Linked DNA regions of Gasterosteus aculeatus: region 2 is linked to region 1. Evidence: chromatin contacts called from public Hi-C data. All regions are on one chromosome and are shown on one strand. Each heading gives the region's core, a stretch centred on a gene start, on an enhancer-like site or on the middle of the called end of the contact. The rest is flanking DNA. Distances are from core to core; before and after follow the strand shown. Region 1 holds the start of nav1a (neuron navigator 1a). Region 2 overlaps nav1a (neuron navigator 1a).

What was found. Hi-C and Micro-C count contacts between places; a contact is called where the count stands out from the background.
Region 2: a contact with region 1 is called in a Hi-C map of liver, with 5 times the contacts expected there. The contact joins the enhancer-like site here to the promoter of nav1a in region 1. A contact is called at or near these places in 5 of 6 Hi-C or Micro-C datasets (liver, skeletal muscle, tail fin and 1 more).

The regions. Positions count from the first base shown.
Region 1 is chr2:9,828,159-9,832,843 of fGasAcu3.hap1.1, forward strand. nav1a (neuron navigator 1a) reads left to right here and starts at 2,172. Exons shown (of 30, transcript XM_078091149.1): 1 at 2,172-2,311.
Region 2 is chr2:9,866,456-9,871,570 of fGasAcu3.hap1.1, forward strand. The region is part of intron 5 of nav1a (neuron navigator 1a); the gene reads left to right. Among protein-coding and RNA genes, the nearest start is that of mybpha, 35 kb to the right of the region's middle. Within about 2 kb of position 1,751, at least 2 of the 9 cell types and tissues checked have open chromatin away from gene starts, as enhancers often do.

The DNA of each region.
Region 1 (4,685 bases), core at 922-3,421:
AATACGTCTCAGAGTAAACGGGTTATTTTCTGTTAACTCAAAACAAACACATTGTGAACACACGTGGGAAAAATGTGATCCAGGAATAGCAATTACAATTTCCATGTGATTACCATGATTGTTGCAGTCTGATAGCGTCCTGTCACCCTGGCATGACGTGTGTGTCTCAGCTTCAAAAACACTTTTCTTGTAAACCAAAATCAGATGTTTCAAGTGGACCGGCTTCATGTGATGAAGATTTACGAGGACGGATGGACGGAAGCTTAATTCAAGGTCGGGTCTGGGACGTATTTCCTATATCGTATATTTCCTTTTGTCACCTGGGAAAAGACGGCAATGGAACGTTTTGGTCACGTCTCCTCTCTCATTCTCATTCAGCCTCTCATTAGATGTGCGGGCCAATTTAGAGGAGTGACGGATGGGCTGTTCCTCCTTCGCAGTGCTCCCTCATGCAGACATGCGCGCTTAGTGCAGACGCAGACGACTCGTTCGATGTTTTTACAATGCCAGATTTCTTTTACCGTCTTATTTCATCCGGCTTCCAACAACCACCAATTAGACTTAAAAGCCTGATGATTGGGTGCAGCTTTTCACATTCGTGGTTACATCTGCTTAAATACCATGTATTGTTACTCACTCTGTACAGACTCTCTCACTACTACCCCCCCCGCCACACACACACACACACACACACACACACACTATCCACACTCATCCAGCTAATGGACCAGCCTGTATCTGCTTCTGCTGGGCTTATATTTCACCTCAGAGAGGGAGGGAGCGCAGCCAACAGGTCCATTACACAGAGAGCCAGCGCTCTGGATTGTGATGAGGGGAGGGGGAAGTAAAGAGAGGGGCGGGGATACGGCTGCAGGCGTACTGCGGCAGCGGCCGAGCGCCGTGACGTGATAGAGGGGTAAAATGACAGACAGAGAGACACACACACACACACACACACACATATGCACATGCACGCATCCCAGAGGCCTTTCAGGCAAAAGTGGACGCAGGAAAAGGCGGCATACAGATTGGAGACAAAGTCACATGCTGCTTTCTATCCTGATACTCGCAAAGGGTGAGTGCAGCCTTGTTTAATATTTAGGATTTATGTTCGTCGCGTTGGTCAATACGATATATTTCTCCTTGATTGTTTTGGTAAATCTTGTATGTCTAAACGTCACTGTGAATGTATAGAAACACAATGTTTTAAAGGACGTCCATGTTCACAGTCAGCAGCGTAACAGCGAAATGCCGATGGAGTAGAAGAGAAAGGTTAAAAGAAAGAAAAGCAGAGCTTATGTGGGATGAAGAGAGGCGGGTGGGGGGGTATAGGGGGGTATTCTGTAACCAGGGGTGACGTGATGTGATCTGCCTGAGTCAGCGTTTGGGCTGCGTGCATTGCACATACTACAATGCGTGTCCGATATCTGTTGAGAGCGTTGGATATTGTGAGGAGTTTGTTGTATTGAATCAGAATGGAGGGAAACTGCGCACACATGGTGATGTTTATGCGGTTAGTAGTCTGATTAGGCTCTTCTGTTTATTTTTTGTGGGTGCTTGTGTTTGTCTCCCTATGCTTCTAAACTGAGTGCGACTGGAGTCGACGTGTGTGTGTGCGTGTGTGTGTGTGTGTGTGTGTGTGTGTGTGTGTGTGTGTTAGACTTGTAGCTATCTTGTGAAACCCCTGAACTGATGACTTCTTCACTTGGATGTACATGGCTGTGTTGAAAATCATGTCACAAATCAAGATTTACTTCAGTCAAGCGCTTATATCCTCTGGGAAAGAAACACCTTGAAATCATGATGATCATATTGGGATGAACTTAAAAAAACAACATCTTCCTGGGCAGCTGACAAATTGGTCAGCTGCCTAGGTTGTGGCCTTTTTGAAGATGACAGACGATGTGTCATTGTCACAAGTCACTGTAGGCCGAGTACATTTCCTTTTGGGTTACTGACTCATGGTAACGAGTCTAAACAGTCTAAACTAAAGAAATTATGTTTTTCTACAAAAAAAACAAAAATGGAAGCACTGATCTCATCGAAGAAAGGGACTTTGAAAAGGAGTCACCTCAGTGGGGGGCCCTCTGATTGGCTAGGAAAGTAATTCCTGTTCGTCACAGCTTCCTGTTTCTGTGAATAGGGACGCATTGTGGACCAATGGGAGGGAAGTGGTGAGGATGCAACAGTGATCCAGGAAAAAAAAAAAGCCCATTGTTCCCGGGACGTTGGAGGAGTGTGACCACTTCTTCTGCTCGCTTTAGCTGCTCTGCCTGTCTGCACACTTACGGAGCCGGTACGCCGCTGAGAGGTAAGACACTGCAGAGACAGCAGATGTGGCACAAAAAGCCATTTATTAACTTGTCAAAATGTCTTTCAAAGAACCCTAACGGCACATCGGAGCATTTTTGCACCATTGTGTGTCACTAGAATATTGTGAGCTTATTAATCACGGCACATTCTTGTTGTTTTGGTTGTTGTCATTGTCGTTGTACCTTTCTATTAACACTGGGTGACACAGACAGAACCACAGGGACTGCTCATGTCCTTCAGTGCACAGACAGAGAGGCCTGTGTTACCCCCTTGGTCATTGATTTTGGTGATGAGTCAGAGGGTTTTCATAACAAGGGCGCGTATGTGTGTGAGAGATAAGAGAAGCTTGTTTCTTTGATCAGAGGCACCTTAACTGGATTCAGGCTTTTCATGGGACAGAGAAGCAAGGAATGCTGTAATATGACTATGACATTCATTGACAGCTGCCACACTATCCTTCCTCTTTTTATCTGGGACATCGCTAGAGAATTAAAAGATCAATAAAGGAGAAGTCCCTTTTTCTGTTTCACACGGTGTCCAGCAGATGTCAGTGCCATCCTTGGAGAATAGTTGAGGAACATAAAAAAGCTCTGTATTCTTTCAAATCCAGTGTATTTTTGTAGTATTTCTTTCGAACAGAAATGAGTTTCAATCCACTTCCTAGTGTTTTAGAATTTATTTTATATTGTTTTATATTTGCATTGACCCTCTGTGACCCACTGCGTCAACTAACTAACAATTTAACCATTGGAAAATGCACTAATGTAACCCAGTGTTGTTACATTTATACAGGAAACAGAGAGCAAACAGTCTTCATATAACAAGCTCACGCTGTCAAACACTGGTTTGAGTGTCAGGAAATTACCCTTTTACCGCATCTTTTAGTTGGCAGGAAAGTATTTACGTGTCTTTCTGTGGATATACACACAGACAAAAGCTAAGCCTCGGTATCTCCATACGTGGGCTGCAGTAGCAGTGCTGTGACCGCTGTGTATCCCCAGAGACGAGCCAATTTCCATACAGATAGGCACAGAGCCAGACCGCACCTGTGCCCATGCAGGAATTGTACCAGACAGACAGAAATTCTGATGCTTCTAGTGACTTCACCTCCCAGGAGTCACAGCAAGAGAAAACAAGAGATGAGGCAAAAGGGGAGGAAGAGGAATTTATGAAGAGAAATGAGGTGAAACCAGGATGGACGATCACATCTGTCTCTATAGACCTACTGCTCCATCGCTGCTTCTGTATGCCGCTGTGCAGGTCTTCATAAGCTTTATGAGTCAACAATGATCGAGCACCAGTCCTTCTGCGAAATACCCAAATATCCATTATCGGTGTCAGTATTTCTCACATTATAAGTAGACTCAGAGATGCTTGGTCTTCTGAGCTGTAGCTGTCAACTTCTTTCTGCTGCATTGTTTCCTGAAATGTACAACATGCATTTACTGTATGTACATCTGCTGACCAATAGCGCTGATTTGTTTACTATTGGGGAGATTAAATCTCCCCAATATGTATTATATATAATGTATACATATATAAAATATGTATTTATATATGTATATGTATTTATATGTTTAGTCCCCTATTTACTGAGCAATAAGTCAATACCGTTCATTGCATGTACAACATGGTAATTTGTTATTACACCGACTTATGTCATATTCAAAACAGAATTATCCAACTACACTTAATGATACGGATAATAAGAGCTAATCAGATGAAATGTGACAAATAAAAAGTCAGAACAAACACAAAAAATCTTTATTTGAAATATTGTCAACATGTTATAATTAGTTAGAGTAGACCAAAGACTAATCTGAGAATCTGTGAAGGGACAGTACATTCATTTATCTGTTTCTCAGTGATCCCCTCCCTCGCTGCCTTTCCTCCCACCTCACAGCCTCCCGTCCTCCCAGTAGAGCGGCACGAGGTAATTGTACGGCATCACATGAAATGTTTCACTCGACCGACGGTCATCGCGGTTTGTGTAGAGCAGAAGGGCACAAAGAATGCCAAGCTGACTTTTAGAGCCCTCGGTTATTTCCCTGAGAGCGGAGCAGAAACTCTGTATATCTGGAATGAAAGCAAATCAGGTGAGAATGATCTCAAACCTCATCTTCATATGTACGACAGCTGTAAGCTTGGTAAATGATATGTGTCTGTGGGAGTCTGTGTGAGTGTGTTTCTGAATTCATTATGTGGAATAAATCAGTTATTTGAGAACGTAACACTCTAAAAGCAGCTGGTTGATGTTGCTGTGAGCATGTGCCTCCGCGTGAAGCTGTTTTTGGAATTCCGAGCAGGCCAGATTGTGCAGGCGCTCCGTGCCTTGCTTAAAATAAGCTCAACTCGTGGTTCACCATGACTAA
Region 2 (5,115 bases), core at 501-3,000, 38 kb after region 1:
TGTAGTCATCTCTTTGTTCTGTTAAACCGGGAGGAAACAGGGTCCTAAAAGAAGAGTTTGCCATAAACACTTTTGGGGTGAGGGGAATTTGACTCATCGGGGGTCTTACTATGACTCACTGTGTCCGCATGACTCACATACTATACATAGGTAAGTTTACCATGACTGTACGGCGACCTGCCTGACACACAGACCCTGTACAGTACACTCTCTCTCACACACACACACAGACACACACACACACACACTGAGTCAGAACCCCATTTCCTGACCTTTTCTAGCTCGGGCCCCTTCTTGTCTGTCGAGTTCCACTCACATCTGGAACCAGACCCCTCCCAGTCCCCCCTTTACACTCGTCATCACACATGTCATTCTCGAGACAGCGAGACGGGGGGACGTATAATGTAAAGCTCAGTTGCGTGTAAAGAAAAAATTAGGTGTGGTCCGGTGTGGGACGACTTAAACGGCTTCACTTTTTTAATTACAAATACATTTTCATTTATCAACAGTGATGTTTAGTGTTGAAGACGTTGCTGGCAGTAATGAACCAACAAGTATGGCGATGATGTCATTCAGTCTTTCCTGCACCCTGATTCTAGCTCTCTAGCTCTAACTCTAAGCCAATAATGCTACCTGTCCAGCTTCAGGGGGTTCGGGGCTGTTAGCTGACACCGGTAAGCTAAGAACACTGACCCAAAAGTCTCCTTCGAGGGGTTTACGTTCCATTATTCAACTTACCATTGTTCTACCCCGTTACGTTAACAAATACAAATTGTTTTCACAAATGTGGTGCTTTTCTCGCTGTCATTGTCGTCTCTAATAATAACCCGCATCACCTCGTCTGCATCACAGCCTGTGAACTGAAACAAATCTGAATATCACATTTTCATGATGGAGAAGCACCACAAAGCAAAGCAGGGAAAATGTTTTGTCATCTCAGAATAGGAGAATAATGTCTCTATACGCGCGTGTATGTGTGTGTATGTGTGTGTGTGTGTGTGTGTGTGTGTGTGTGTGTGTGTGTGTGTGTGTGTGTGTGTGTGTGTGTGTGTGTGTGTGTGTGTGTGTGTGTGTGTGTGTGTGTGTGTGTGTGTGTGTGTGAATGTTTCACACGCGTGTGCTTGAGAGTTGGTGTTGATTGCTGTTGTCGTCGCTGGAGTCGTTGTAATGAGCTCAACATTCACACACACAAATGTGCGGACAATGAGATCTCCATGGTTACGCCGCGAGACAAGCTGGTTCACTACACTAAGCGTCTGAATTATGAAAACATTAGTTTGGAGCAGGACGTACACACACACAGACACACACACACACACACACACACACACACACACACACACACACACTCACTCTAAGCTCCCTGAAGCTTTTTCAGAGTCAGCGGCTTTAAGTGTTTTCGTTTAGCGCTGTCTGCTGTCAAGAAAAGCAGAAGTGAGCTGGTTGCTCTTAGTGTCAATCCAACAGAGTACAGGGAACTGAAACAGAAAGAGGAACTCTTAGTAGAGAAGTGACCTGTTTGGAACGCACAAGATGCCTGGAATAAGATTTGATGTCACTAGTGGTCACTTGCCACTAAATGTTTGTGTTAATCAAACACTGAAGGTCCTTATCTGTCCCCTGAGTGATGCCTATCTGAGCTCTTAGGTCCAACTCCTGGACCTTCTCACTGCCTGTAAACCTCATCTCCAGTGGGGCAGGGCAGCTACACACACAACCCTGCTTGTGTGTGTGTGTGTGTGTGTGTGTGTGTGTGTGTTTGGATGTAGAGAGTAGTGTTAGTTCTCAGTAATAGCTCAATCTTGCTGTACTCTGACCCCACCTACTGGCCAAAAAGTAGAACGTCTCACACACACACACGCACAATGTCATGCTGCCTGACACGTCTGAAAAATGAATTCCTTTTCCCACATCTGGATCTGATTTATGTTGCAGGTGATGGATCTGCTTTCTCACTTACTCACTTGCTCACTCTCACGTTCCCTTTCCTTCACCCTCATACACGCACACACGTAAAAACACACTGATGTGACCCTCAGAGGACACACCAAGGGCTTCCCTCCTGCTAAGAACCAGATCTTTACACTGTGACTCATTAGGTGGAGCAGTTACAGACCACCTCCCAAACACCGGTTGCCCCTCCGACCTCAACTCCGTCCCAAGTGAACTGACATCAGAATAGACTTGAAAAGCACATTAAGACATTAAGGAGGACTTAAAATTTGCCGTGGAGGATTGTACAACTCAATCGCCCCAATTCATTTTATAGTAATTATTAGTAACCCAAAAAGTACAAAAAAGGCATATTAAAAAAACAACTCTATTGAGCCGACGCTGCGAGTGGTCCTCCACATCGCAGCCCCTGCCGGCAAGGCCGACGGGCTCACAGCTGAATTTAGCGAAATGGGGGATGGGTTGTAAATGTTCAGCCGTATTCTAACAACGTCCAGTAAAAGCCCCCAAAACACAGATCTGGTCCTTTTAAGATAAATGTTCTCGCTCAATATTTTCACAAACGTGTAGATTAAAATCTCTGCTTCAAGTCTTCCGCTCTCTCTCTCCTCCATTGACCTTGTTTGTCAGAAGCGGTCAATGGAAGCAGACCGGGGGGCCGCTGAGGAGGGAGACGGGCGTGTTGTTCTTGTCATCCCCTACCTGCTCCTCTCGGGGGCCTCTCCGCCTCAGTGCGATGCTCCTTTTGCCCCTCTCTGCTCGGTGCCGCGTGTAATCGATTACATTTCCTGTCATTACGGGGGGAGGTTGGCTGAGAGGAGGCGTGCGCTCCCTCTTTTGTTCCAGCACGTGTGGGCAAAGCGGGGAGAAGCTCGCGCACACGCTGCATTTCCCAGTGAGAGACAATCACCACCAGCAGTCGCAGGGAGCTTATTTGACAATATGCATCAGTTTAATTTTGAGTTAGCAAAGAATATCAGTCATATAGGAAACGTTTATTTTATATCTTTTAGCTGAGGTTGTGTTTGAATATAATACGTTTGTGCTGGGCCATTTTGCTTAAGGAGGATGCAGTCGGCTTCAACTGTAACAGCAGGATGCTGCTGACAAACAATTATGATATTAATCTGCCCGTGTGCTTAAGTGGCACAAATACACTAATACTAATTCCCAAACACATTAAAAGATTTAACATTGACGAACATATGGGGTTCGGGGGATTTGCTGTGCTAGAAACCCTGTGACACCTCCCTTTTCATCGAAATCCTTCTATTCCTTTTTCATTCTCTTGTGTGTGACGGGTTTGTTTGAGCAAAACGGTTTCATAATTCACTTCTGTTACAGTACATAGTTTGCTTCATTTCCAACGCACATGGCACCAAAGCAGGAAGTAATATTGTTTCCTAACTGTCGGTTAGACCTGCGGGATATCGCACTGTTGCTGAAGAAAATGTGTACTTATATTCCTCCCTCTCTTTTTCTGTGCATGTGTTCCTCTGTCTGCCCAAACACTCGTGTCACGGTCCGAGCTTACTGCAGTTAATTGTTAAAGGAATGCTTCCTGTAACTCTACATGGAGATGTTTAGTTTGACTACGGGCCATTTTAGCATTGTGAAACATACTGGTGTTGAGCAACCAACACGTGTGCTGGAATGGAGCTTGGGAACTAAACTTAACATCCTTCAGACCGGTTTTCCCACATTCTGCCTTGGAACAAAAGACAGGTCTGGGAAAGTGAACGAAATAAATCTTTTCTCAATTTCCTCGCTGTCTTTACCTTGGACTTCTACAACATCTATCTAATATCTCCAATTTGACAATACTGTCTCATTTCAAGGCCGTATCATTCAACTTAGCCAAAGATACTGTCAACCCCCCCAGGCCCCGACCCCCCCGTCCCGTCCCGTCCTTAGGGCTGGTAAATCTCTGTGGAGACGCTATGGCATAATCCCCACTAATCTCTGGCTTCCTCTTATGGCAGAGTTGGAAAAGAATAGGAGAATTTAGGGACTTGGTCAGCAGACTGCAAGGACAAGGAGGCATGAGTATGGAGGGCTGTGGGGGCCACGGTTTGTGTGTGTGTGTGTGATGGACTCCCACATAGTTCAGAGCGATGTGTTACAATGACAACAATACGAGCGCGCAAAGGAAATAAACAGTGTGTGCGGATAGACTTTTATTAATTTACAGAGGTTAAAATGTCACAACTTGTGCCTGATGAATGAATTTCAGCATGTTTGCCTTCAGGAAAGAGACCAGTCGCTCTCTTCCTGGAGACCTCACTGAATTCCCTTCATTTCATCTTGTTATCATATATAATCACACCTGACCTATAAAAGACATGAAAAGGAGGAAATGACATGAAAGCACCCGATGGTGAACTTGATGCTGAAACAACAGGCATATATATATAAACCATAGAGACTGACATCCTTTAGTCAACCAACTTCTGCTTTTATCACTTTAGTAATAAAGCCGTTGTATTTAATACGTTACTGGTGTATGAACCAAAGCCTGGTCTGAACTACTTATACCATTTCAACTACTTTTACCATCTTTACTCATGTTTTTGTTGCCTTGTATATATTCAACTATACTATACACAGTATAACTTGCTTAAATGTATATAGTATATAAATACTTTTAAGTATCTTTCTTGTTTAAGGTATTCCAGGAAATGAATAGGTTCATTCTTGAAGATTGGTTCCCACAGTAAGACTCCCTCCCCCCCCCCCCCACACACACACACACACACACACACACACACACTCCCCCTCACCTTGCTCTCACTCATTCATGCCCTCCCTCTACACCCATAGCGCCTTTAAAGTACATGCTTGCTTCCTCTGTGGGGGGTAAATTAAACTGGATGGTTGAGGACAAGCTTTTGCATGGAAGCCGCCTCAAATCTTTTCCCCACTCACACACACGCACACACACACACACACACACACACACACACACACACAGAACATGCACACCATAGCTAAGCCTTTCAGAGGGTTAACAGTGGGGTGTGATGGGGGTTTCTAATGCGCATCAGAATGAACTCTGCCTTCCTCCCATTGACTCCCGGGGTGTTATTCTCTGGAGTTGTTTCGACATTAGTCACACACCTTTCTTTCTTCCACCATCATTGTCCCTTCCTATTCTACTCATTA